Regions from separate parts of the Zea mays genome. Here region 2 is linked to region 1. A link is a contact called in public Hi-C data. All regions are on one chromosome and are shown on one strand. Each heading gives the region's core, a stretch centred on a gene start, on an enhancer-like site or on the middle of the called end of the contact. The rest is flanking DNA. Distances are from core to core; before and after follow the strand shown.

Region 1 (6,315 bases), core at 2,211-4,710:
GAAGGCTGGCCCCTCGGAAGGGTTTCGACAGCCGCCTCAGACCACTCGGGCTCCGCGCCCACTACTGATCAGGGGTTCGAAGGCTGGCCCCCGAAGGGTTCGACAGCCGCCCCGGAACACGCAGAGCGAGGGATGACTCTGGGTACGTCCGATACATGGCCGAGGCTCGGGCTACGCTCCCGAGGTACCCTAGGACATTTCCGAGACCAACAGGAGCGATTCTGTAACGGAATCCCATCAGAGGGAGGCATCGAGCCCTCGGACCCTATCAAACGGGACCGGGTCCGGCAAATCACCTGCAGGTACTTTTGGAGCGCGCTTCTGGGCCACTAGCCGACCCTTATCGAACGGGGCACGGGCGTCCACTCGGATCACCCGTTAGCAACTCACTGGAGACACCATGTTCGGCGCCCTCCGAGGGCAACATGGCGCTTTCCCCCCTCCTCCTTGCGGAAAGGCGACGAAGGGGCGTATGATAAAAGTCGAGTCAGTCCTTGACCGTCCTCTCGCTCTGTGCAGAGGCTTGTGGGTTGCTCTCCAAACCCGGCTCTGGCCAAACCGTTGACAGCGTCAACATACCAGCCCGAGAACTAGGAACCTGACCATGCACCCGAGCTACGGTCAGATCGCATGAGGGAACAACGAGACCGGACGAGGCGTCACGAAAGGCACTAAGACCTCGGAGGAGTCAAACCACTCCTCCGAGGCCTCGGGGGCTACACCCGGCGGGTGCGCTCGCGCGCACTCACCGGAACAAAATATAACCGAGAAAGGTCGGTCCCCTTGCAAAAAAGTGCGACAAAGCCTCCAAGCGAGTACCAACACTCCCTTTGAGGCTCGGGGGCTACTGTCAGGGACCATAATTAGGGGTACCCCCAAGACTCTTAATCTCGGCTGGTAATCACCATCAGCACAAGCTGCAAAAGCCTGATGGGCGCAATTCAGGCCAAGGCTCCATCCACTCAAGGGACACGATCTCGCCTCGTCCGAGTCCAGCCTCGGGCAGGAATAGTAGACCAAGGCGGATTCACGCCTCGCCCAAGGGCCTCCTCAAGTAACGGGCGCACCTTCGACTCGCCCGAGGCCCAGCTCGGGCAGGCTTCGCAGTGAAGCAATCTTGGCCAGATCGCCTCGCCAACCGACCGCATCGCAGGAGCATTCAATGCAAGGATCACCTGACACCTTATCCTGACGCACGTTCCTCAGTCTACAGGGCCGAAGTGACTGCAGTCACTTCACCCCTCCACTGACTGACCTGACAGGAAAACAGCGCCGCCTGCCCTGTTCCGACTGCTGTGCCACCCGCCAGGGTGAGGCTGACAGCAACCGAGTCCAGCCTCAGGCGCCATAGGAAGCTCCACCTCGCCTGACCCCGGGGCTCGGCCCCCGCCTCGACCTCGCAAGACGGCCTCCGCCTCGCCCGACCCCAGGGCTCGGACTCAACCTCGACCTCGGAAGACGGTCTCCGCCTCGCCCGACCCCAGGGCTCGGACTCAACCTCGACCTCGGAAGACGGTCTCCGCCTCGCCCGACCCCAGGGCTCGGCCTCAACCTCGACCTCGGAGGAGTCACCACCTCGCCCGACCTTGAGCTCGGGCCGACCACTTCATAGGGGGGGTACATCATTGCCCTACCCCTAGCTAGCTCAGGCTACGGGGAACAAGACCGGCGTCCCATCTGGCTCGCCCCGGTAAAACAAGTAATGATGACACCCCGCGTGCTCCCGTGACGACGGCAGTTCTCAGCCCCCTACGGAAGCAAGGAGACGTCAGCAAGGTCCCGTCAGCTGTGCTTCTACAGGGTTCAAGCGCTCCTCCGATGGCCACGACGCCACATGCACAGGGCACTAGCACCTCTCCGACAGCCACGTCGGCATGTACATAGGGCTCTGACTCCTCTCTGCTGGACACGTTAGCATATCGCTATACCCCCCATTGTACACCTGGACCCTCTCCTTACATCTATAAAAGTAAGGTCTAGGACCCTCGTACGAGAAGGTGGCTGCGCGGGAGGACGGGCTGACGGACAGACTCTCTCTCTCCCTCGCGAACGCTTGTAACCCCCTACTGCAAGCGCATCCGCCCTGGGCGCAGGATAACACGAGCCACGGTTCCCTTTTCCCCCCTTGTGTTCCATCTCGCGCCGACCCATCTGGACTGGGACACGCAGCCACAATTTACTCGTCGGTCCAATGACCCCTCGGGGTCGAAATGCCGACACTACTTTCAAGGTCTAAGAAATTGTAAGACGAATTTACACTTGAGGGTCGAGACGCATGTTGTATACTTGTATTAGTCTAGTATATAATGTTATCTACTTATCTTACTTTTTGAAAAAGTTGATGTTTTCAATTTTTAATGTAGTATTGAGGATGTTAGTACAAACGGTGTGTAATTACAAAGATATATATATTTTTATAAGACTATTCATTTATTACTTTTCTAGCCACAATGTTCTATATAATATCCATGACTAATATTTAAGCTATTTGAATTAATGTGTTTCTAAAAAACTATGATATATCTAGTAGTATACTGCTATAAGATTTCTAGTACTATTATATTAGAGCATGTTTGGAAGAGCTTCCAAACCGGTTCCAGCTTCGCCTCCTGCAGGGCCCTTCCAAACAGTCTAAAAAAGAACCCCTAACAAAGAACAATGAGTAGCTGGAGCTATTTTTATAGAGAGTAGCCGGAGCAAAAAAAACTAGATTATAGCGGCTCCTCTGCTCCCTAGTTTGCCCTTCTCTTGTGCCAAGAGAACCGTTTTGTCAAACAATTTGTTAAAAAACACTAACTTTTATAGAGGAGCTAATATTGAAGAGAAGTCGGAGACATACTAAACTGACCCTTAGTTAGCTTGAAGCATAAACCATTTTAAATCCACAATTGACTCATTTATTAACCTTTTAGGACATCTTCATCAGACCGATAAATGATCATGCAAAACACTGTTTTACACAGCAAATTGTACTGTTTGTATAATGAAGTTTGAAATATGAAGTAAAATATGGAGGGATAACGAGAGTCCAGAGATAGTCTTAGGCGTCGTTCGTTTCGGCCGGAACGGTCTATTCCTAGCCTCTTTCCGGGCGGGATGAATCAACCCGGTTTAGAATCCGGCCCAGTCTGTTAGAGCCGTTCGTTTTAATCTGGACCAGAAATAGACCCACCTGATTTAAATTCCCTTCGCTCAATTCTTGGTCTGGAACGAGTCCTGATGAGCTACCTCCTGGATTGGTTCCTGGGCTAGTGACCAAAAATTAGTGACAACACATGTATCACTCGATTCTGAGCTGCTTTCGATTCTGGCCTGGTTTGGACGCTGGCCTGCCGAACGGGGCTCGTTTGGGAGGCTCCAAATCGGTCGGTTTACCGGCCAAAACCCAGCCTCCACACACCCAGTGTAACATAAGACTCGTCTTACTATTTTGGCATTTGGAAGTCCACGGAAAGGGAAGCTTGACCCCGGTTCGGGGCGGTTTTCACAGGGAAGAAAAACACACCCCGGATGGTCGGGCACGTAAGCCCCGTCTCGTCCTCCAGATATCGGCCGCCACCTTCACCTCCACCGCCCCGGCGCACGTGCGCGTCTCCATCGTCGCCGCCTCTCCTCCTTCGGACACGACTGACCTTCCACTGGCGCCGACGAAGAAGACACATAGGAAGAAGCTCACCGCCAAACCTCATCCAGATCCAGTCGCTACCCTCCGAAAGCCGCATACGGAACGTCTCGTCTCTTCCTTTGGATCCGGCAGCCGGTGCTCCTCCTCCGGATCCGGTGGTCAACTCCATCACCCCCAGCTCCACCTCCCTTAGTCCCCCTCCATCCGCCCTCACCCACCGCTTCTATATCGCCACCTCTCTCGTTGTAGAAGACACTGAGGATCTGGTGAGCTTCCACCTTTTTATCTTATTCAGTTTAGATCTGTTGTCTATATTTGATTCTCGTTATGGAAGAAGCTGCTAGTGCTTGCTTGCATCATCGCTGAGGATTTGCTGGTAGAATAGATTAGTTTGATCGGTGCATCCATGCGTGTAATCTAAACTTGCAATCTAGAACTCCACCTAGAAATCTTTCTGTTTTGATTAGGTCTTTTCTGATAAATTGATCGGTGCATCCGTGCGTGCAGTTTAAACATAGCTTAGTTTTTTTAAACAGTGCACTTCAGGCTTAATTTTTTAAACAGCGCACTTTAGGCTTAGTTTATATTCTTGTTCCTATTAAGAACTGAGCAACTAGCCAAGCTGAGATCAAGTTACAGTTTACTAAATACTGGTATTTTAAAAAGGAACCCTCATGTAGTTGTGAGAGTAAATTTCTTCTTGTACCATAGTATATTAGCATTTCTTGGTTTTCAATTATATGTCAGTTTGCATTTCTCACAAACACATGCATTTATTCTCTGGTGCTATCAAGCTGATGCATCTTTTGATGAGCAGCACTGTGACTATGGTCATACTATTAGTGCTAGATGCTGAGTTACTGACAACAATAATCTCATCTGCTGTTTGGTGTGGTGGTTGTGTCAATAAATTTTTTTTCCGTCACCAACAGAGCAACTGCGATTTAGCAAGCGCTGCGCAATGTTGATGACCTCCATTTTCAGATTACTTGTTGTTTCTAGACCCGAAGAGTGTAGCTTCTAGTAATTATTTGTGCCTAGCTCTATATTTTTTCTTTAAAGAAAAAGGAAGAAAAGCATTAGAATCTTTCACGCTGAATTTAGAAGAAGCTCTATCATCAAACAATTTTTTATTGAGAAATAATTTTTCCAAACTTTTTCGAGCAGTTCTCTAGAATGAACTATGGAGCTGAGAGTTAAAAAAGCAGATTTTCTCATTTAGTTGATGCATGGAATCCTATATGTGTCACTGAGTTTACTTTAGAGAATTACAGAGAATCAATCTCTGATGATCAATGAATCGCCATACACAATGAACACAAGCAGGAAGAGCTCAACCAATCTGTCTCTTGCTAGCTGCTAGGGCTACTGTTTCCATTTTGCAGACTTTTTGATTTGTAAAATTCTTTTGTTGGTGCAAAATAGAATTTTTCTAAAAATAATTAAATATTTATATTGTCAAATAAAAGCACCAGCAATGGTACCTCCATGTTCATGTTTATAATTATCTGTGATTCTTGCATATTTCAATTACTATACTTATTTGTTAAGGTTAAGAAGTATTATCATGTGACCTGCCTTTTGTCCGTCTGTACTACTTGTTCGTAGATGTGCATGCTTGTCCCTCTTGCACTGCTTGTCTGTTACCTGCAACAATCTTTGCCAAACGGACACAGGGAACCTATGCCCCGCTGGACTGCACTACACGTGGGACAGGTAATGCAGGTATTGCCCCCGCTGGTTGTGGCTGGCCGGTGTGCAATTCACCAGGCTGCCAAACGAGCCCTTAGGATGCACCGACAAGTGTATCAGGTGCCAGGTGGTCTGGGTTTTCATTTTTAACCCACGGCTCGATCTAATAATCATGAAAAATATCTGATCCACCCTAACAAAATTCTGGATCGAAAAACTCAAAAAATAGCATCAGCGTCCACTCTGAGCGATCTGAACCCAACCGATCTAGCTCTGCTCGCCAGATCTCACGACGTCGTCACTCATCCCCTCACCTCTGTCCCCAGGCCATCATCATCCGTCGCCCCTCACTCGATTTCCCATCTGCCGCTCCCTCCTGGTCTCTGAGCCGCTGATCGGGTCTCCGACGCAGGGAAGTGAAGCCGTTCCGCCGTGAAGCAGCGCCACCCCTTGCCATCCGCCCGACCGCTGGGAAGCAGGGCCCACGTCTCCAAGCTTCCTACAGGAAGAGCCTGCGCCCCTCCCAAAGGACAAAGGTAAAACCACAAGCCTACCCCATGTGCCTATATTAGCTGCCTCATGTCAGCCATGACTTTTTTTTTCCTACCATGCTTATGCTAAGGACCCAGAGATTTGTTTACTGTCGGTTATAGCATATATATATATAAGGGCCAAATTGCTCCCAAGGTATGCCCTTTGACACTGGTTGAGTGGTTGTCATGTGTCTACAACTAATAGGTCACTGACAACATGCAGCTGCAAAATTCAAGAAAGTATATGTTTGCTTGCTTCAATGAGTTCAATATCTGTTCCCTGAATTTAAGATCTATGATCCACGGTGTTACTTATTGTTGTTATGGTATTGGGACAACAAATTCTAGTTTGTACCAATTCAATCGGTCATGGTGTTAGTGTTTCTTTAAGACTTGAAGTAATTTATCTGTCATTGGATCATTATCACTAATGATATTTTTACTGTAAATTTGCACTGCTTGGTA
Region 2 (6,315 bases), core at 2,458-4,957, 130 kb before region 1:
CTAGTTTAGTCTACCTTAGACACCCTTTGAGAGACTAGAGACTAAATTGATTTAGTCCCTCTTTAGCCCCTTGTGTTTGGTAAAAAAACTAAAAGGAACTAAATACTAGAGACTAAGGGTCTGTTTGGTTGGGCTGTGACTGTGAAAAAAAGCTGCTATGGGTTCTGAGCTGTGGAAAAAGCTACTGTGGGTTGTGAGCTGTTAAAAACCTAAAAAACGTTTGGTGGAAACCACTAAAAGCTGTTAAAAGTTCTTTAATATATGTTTTCACAGTTCCATCCGAAAGCCACTAAAAGCAGGTCCAGGGGTGGTTTCAGTTTTGCACTGCGAGAAAGTCGGCTTTTAGAAAAAACTGCTTCCTGAATCCATCCCTTTGGTTTGACTTTTGGCTTTTAATGAGCAAAAGACAAAGTCAAAAGCCAAACCAAACACACCCTAAGAGTATCTCCAGCAGTTTACCAATAATTCATCCCTAATAGGATAGTATTGGTGATCACCAATAGTGTTTTTTCCAGAATATTGAGTGAAATACTCCAACAGATCACCAATAAACCTCCCTAAAACATAGAACCCACTTGTCACATATTAATACTTTATTTTTTCCCTTTTACTCTTCTACCAGTCTCTCTTATCCAACCGTATACTCCTCCATCCCTTCATCCCCACCCTGCTCCCATCCATGTAGAACAGCCACGACGTCTCTCCAATATGCATATCAACCATAGCTCTAGTGACACAACAATGCCACAGCCCACAGCCATGCTGGTGGCGAGCGTTCGGGCAGCAGGTGGTGGATGGCAAGCCTAGAGGCCAGAGTATGTGCAAGTGGTGGCGGACGCAAGAGAATTCTAAATGACGAGGATTGTTGGCCACCAGTTGTATTGGTGGAGTTGCATCTTCCTGTTTATTTGAGAGGAGTTTGGCTTGTTTTTGGTGGTCACCAATTAATGAGGATAAAAGAGGGATCTATTGGAGTAGAGATTTTAAGCCAACTCTCCTAATATGGTGGTTGGATTAGGGATAGGGGAGCTCTTAGAGATGCTCGTAGCCCCTCTAACCTACCAAACGGGCCTTAACTTTTTTTTATATTCAAATCTTCATTGAAAACAATGGTTCTCACTTCTCAATACATTTTTTGTATCTCCTTTTTGTAATGTATATTTTCCTTATCCAACTCATCTCTATTTCTATATCTTGAAGAGTATCTTTTTCTTCTTCTTCTTTTTAGGTCTTTTGGCCTCTATATCGATATCTTGTGAAAAGAGCCTAACTCATGGATAATTGTGGGACCCATAGACCATGGTGTAAACTGAACACCAGAAATTGATTTAAGTACACGTAAATGACATTTTATATGTAATTGCAAATTTATTGTTGGCAAACGAACGACAGATTATTTGTTAGAGTTAACCAACATGAATTAATATATATACAATAATCATGGATAATTGATTTCCTAATTAATATACGTTCGCAAAATTGTCCAAGTGTCATTTTTGCATTAGTTAATTACGTCATGTTCAAATTATATGCAAATATGGTACTTTATGGATTTTGTTAACACTGTAGAAATAGAGGATGGAATTTAGAGAACGTTACTGGAGATGAAAAAAATATAGAGAGTGGAATTTTTAGAGGGTGCTATAAAGAAAAGGAATATTCCTTTAAATGATGGAATTTAGGGGACGCTGGAGACTGTCTAAACACCAGCTACTACAGCGCACGGAGGGGTGTACGTACGTACGTGGATGTTTCTTTCAGACGAGTTTGTGGGCACTCAGATCCACTTTGAAATCCGAGAGAAGCGAGAGAGGGAGAGAAAATAAACTAATTTCTTTTCCTCCCTCTGATCCGAAGGGAATTGGTAGTGTCCAGATACACCGTTACACGTGTGCAAAAAAAAACACGAGTGTTTTTTAAGGCTGCAACAATTAGAATTTTAGCAGCCAGCAGCTGTTGCATAGTACAACGACGTACGGTACATGACAATTGATTTGATGCTCGTCGATATTTATTTATTTATTTATTTATTTTATTTGCTGAGCCCGTCCGTGTTCCTTGCCATCATGATGGTTTCGGCTTGGAGACGAATCTAAAGCCAATGAACTGTCGGCTAGGCTAAAGATTCCTCCCCCTCCCACTCTGTTCCAGCACGAGCGTCACAGTTACGGCCTCCACCGTTCCAGGCGCAGTCCACAAGCGAAACTGAGCGTCACATGCTTTGCTTGTTGGAAACTGAGCGCTAATAGTATCCCTCACTATATTATATATGGTTGGTGACGAAGGTCTGTCGCAATGCCTCTTGCTAGTTGCTGCTAGTATCCAAAGGCGGAAAAAAGGGCGCAGCTGTCAGTCAGTGCTGCAGGCATCAGCTGCAGTAGTGTAGTACATGGATGGGGTCATATGGGTGGCCAATATCTATCTATTCTCCTTGACAGCTTTAGGATGCGTTTGGTTGAATGTACAAAGAGGGATGAAATGAGACGGTCATGTTTTTTATAGTGTTTGATTGAGAGTCAAGCGGGAGCGAGGTGAACACCAGAGTGATTTTTGGGAGCGGCGTGATCCAAAAAATTAAGGGGACAGTGGCGCCCCCGACTCATCCTACTTTGACATCAAACCAAATACACCCAAAAATCCAAAACAGTTTACTATAACCCAAGCGGGGCCAGACGGGAGGGGTACTAAAGCTCGAGTCCAAAGCCCTTGCAGTTGCATTGCATGCACCAAAAGCTACCAAAGGCCTTTTTTTTAATCTCCATCTCCCTCTTTTCTCTTTTCTCTTTCTCTCTCTGGCAGCAACAGTGCCATGCATCGGCCTCCGTGCATGGTCGCATGGAGGAATGATGCGGCTTGTTCGCTGCGGCTTGCTGCGGCTGCAATCCGGCTGCGGCTGCGGCTTCTACAGTATTTTTCTCTCTATGGATTGCAGCTGCAGCAGTCCAAACAGCTGCAACAGTGTCGGCTTGCAGCCTGCCGAACACGCCCATGGCTGTTAATGGCCTGGTTACTGCTGCTACAGAAACTATAAGAGAGAGCAAAAAAAAAAACCCTAGTCCTTCTGTACTGTTCTCTCCTCTCTACTCTGCTATCTGCCCGCGTCATTTAGCAGCACAAGAAAACGTCGGTTTCCAAATAAAATGGGGTGGATTGGGATCCAAATCCTCTAGGCCTAGCGGCAAATCCGGACAAAATCCAAAACTTTACAACAATGTAGTTGCAGTATCGCTCGATCTTGCTGCTAGAGACATGCCGCTCATCCTGATTTTGCAGAGCAGGATCCTACGTGATGTCGGCACGAGTACTACTGCTGCTGCTGGTAGGAGCGAAATTGTCAACAAGGGTTCTTGAATGCACCTGCACCTGCTGCACGTCCAGGAAACAAACAGAGCGCCAGTATTAGGAGGAAGAAGGAAAAGGACCACCAACAAGTGAACAAGTGGCTGTGATTCTGTGCTCAAACAGAGAACAAATCTATCACCCGTGCCGACAGATTCGAGCGGTCCATACCATACGGATCACGCTTGTAGTTGTTTCACCAAATGAACACCAGCGCTGTGATGCTAGCTAGCATTCGGCCCCTTGGTTTGCCTCCCGTTTCCCATTCGGGCCCTTTTTTTACTTCCGTTTGTAGTAGAGCGCACGGCCTCTTCAGGTAAGAAGAGCCCATTGAGGGTTTTGGGCCTCCAATACGCACATATATTCGCCACATGGTGACAGTTGTAACATGTAAACATAGGGCGTGTTTGGTGTGCCGCTTAACACCGCGCCACACTGTGGCGCGGTAACACGCCCATAGACTCTCTATTCTCGAGAATTAAAAAACAAAACAAAACAAAACAAAACAAAAAAAAATACTGTTTTTCTTAGACGGACGCGGAAAAAATCCTAAAATTTAACAAAACTGCTGTGGTTCTTTTTAACGGATTCCTTACGACCCAATATGATCCAAACGGCACCTACGTTTCATTTTGGTTATTTTGAGATGGGTTTGACCAATGATATTTTACTACTAGTAGGTTAAATGTAGTTTACACTCACGGTACACCAATGTATCAGTGGGTGCAAATTGGCGCAATGTCTCGTAGACTTCCTGGATCCAACAAATTGCTAGGCGCATATAAGCTAGTCTACCATCTTATAAACTACCTAATTGGATGGAAGACAGTGACGGATCCAGAAATTAGCTAAGGCCCGAGCCGAAGCGACCATAAATTCTAATGGTAGCATATAAAAAAATTGTACGGCGAAACAACGTTGTCATAGATATTAAAGATGATATACAAGTTATGATGTAGCTCCTTCCAAATATATCATGTCGACATCAACATCAGTGCTTCTTGCTCCAGAACCTTGAAGGAAATCATATTAAGAACGTGACTTGAAAGGTAATGTTGAATAAATTTAATAATATTAATAATTGGTACATACCACTAGTACGAGGTAGATTCACCTTAGGTAGATTCACCCTGTGGGTTCTCATGCCTTGAAAATAATCCAATATCTTTGCATCATCAATGCTTGTAAATATATCCCTCTCAATATAACACACCATACGATGGTTAAGCTATTCGTCTCCTGTCTTATTCCGCAACTCAGTTTTAATGATATTCATAGATGAGAAAGCTCTCTCCACATATGCTGTTGCCACTGGTAAAATCAAAGCTAACTCAATGAGACGATATACAAATTAGGACCGACGGGTGTGAGAGCTGGAGAAAAAAATGATTGCAATGTTCTATGCCTCTTCTTCATTTTGATTGTTACTGCCTTACACTCTGAGGTGAACCCGAGATCACAATCACACACACAGAACTAAAAATTTGACTCGCCGGCTGTTCATTGCAGACAAACAGCGGAAAGCACGGTTAGCACAAGGCACGAGTAGTCCATGTCTGGAGCGAAGAAATCAAGAAAGCGAAGCCGAGCGAGGAGCTACATACCTACAGTATGCAGGCTGCAGGGATTGGGCTGGGGCGTGGCGGAGAGGCGCCCAATCGCTAGGCGCGCGCGGCAGGCTGGGCGGCGCCGGCTCGACACTTGGCGGACGCAGACTGGGCTGCCGGCTGGGACGCTACTGCGCTGGCCACTGGGCAAGCGCTCGGCGGACCCTGGACGCCTGGACTGGACAACACCACAGCGGACGGGACGGCGGACGACGCGTGGCGCGGCGGCGCACTGGGGGCTGGGGCGCGGCGAGCCGGCGAACTAGGGTTCGCGCGCGTCAGTCCGTCACCAAAGTGTAATATATCAAAAGACAATGCAATAAAGATGTAAAGATAGTATAATAACTTTATTACATCATCCAGACATAAATGTCTTAAATAGTTTCGTCATCAAAGTACAGCGGATATAACATGGGTGATCTTCCACAGAAAGATGACTGACGCATCGTTAGACTTAGTACTCGTCAACATCTTCGACAAAGTCTTCTTCATCACCCTCTGATCAAAATATTAGCAAGGGGTGAGCTCACTTATAGTCGGGGCTCAACAAGTGGGAGGAGTAGTGCAAGTTTAATAAGGTAGTCTATGGATAAGCGGTAAGCATTTTAATTAGTGAATATTTTATTAACAACACCTTACTTACTAATTGTAAGTGTATCCCAAAATTCCCAATTAGACATAAGTACATGATTATATCTCAAAAACACTTAAGTGAAACCACTTAAGCAAACAATTTATAAATCATCGAATCACGATTTATTTTCTATCTTTAAGTTCAATTATCATGTGAGGGTCCAGGTTGCTCTTAACCATGAGCACGACTGACATATCAGTTTTACACTCTGCAGAGGTGGTACAACTTTATCCACAAGCCATGCATCCCATCTAGCCTGTGTTGTATGGACCCGTAAACACTGCCGAGGTGAATGGCTAGGGATCAATTATGAGGCTTTCACAAAATATCCTTAGTACAAAGCCACCCGCTAAGGTTTTCACGTCAGTATTGATGGCCCTCTAGGCGAGGTGACTTAGCCAAGTCTACCACCCCATGTTAACATTAGTTGCCACCAAACCACTGTCGCCCCCTCTTGTCCATCTTTCAGTTAGGTTTGCTAAGCACTAAGTCTATAGAGCTAATTACCAAAGCTAGAGCCATTATAACACTCGTGGTTGCACTGTTATCCTAGGTGGTCACTCCATGTTCCATTTAATTCGAAATGATCTTGTTTAACCATCGGGTTAACATCATAATACAAATTTTTATTTCCGGAACAATAATATCATTTAAAGAGTGACATCATAATTATCAAGTTGAGCAGTAGCATAAATTGCTAAGCATAGTATTTATCTCAGGGTAATCAAGGAATAG

Evidence for each region. Hi-C and Micro-C count contacts between places; a contact is called where the count stands out from the background.
Region 2: a contact with region 1 is called in a Hi-C map of tassel, with 4 times the contacts expected there. The contact joins the enhancer-like site here to the promoter of LOC100283594 in region 1. A contact is called at or near these places in 5 of 25 Hi-C or Micro-C datasets (ear, leaf and tassel).

What each region holds. Positions count from the first base shown.
Region 1 is chr5:142,600,219-142,606,533 of Zm-B73-REFERENCE-NAM-5.0, reverse strand. It overlaps LOC100283594, which reads left to right and starts at 3,460. Exons shown (of 9, transcript NM_001156495.1): 1 at 3,460-3,891; 2 at 5,644-5,853.
Region 2 is chr5:142,728,178-142,734,492 of Zm-B73-REFERENCE-NAM-5.0, reverse strand. No RefSeq gene overlaps it. Among protein-coding and RNA genes, the nearest start is that of LOC100275689, 17 kb to the left of the region's middle. Within about 2 kb of position 3,707, at least 16 of the 20 cell types and tissues checked have an H3K27ac peak or open chromatin away from gene starts, as enhancers often do. A contact at or near this core is called in ear, leaf and tassel, where this site is marked.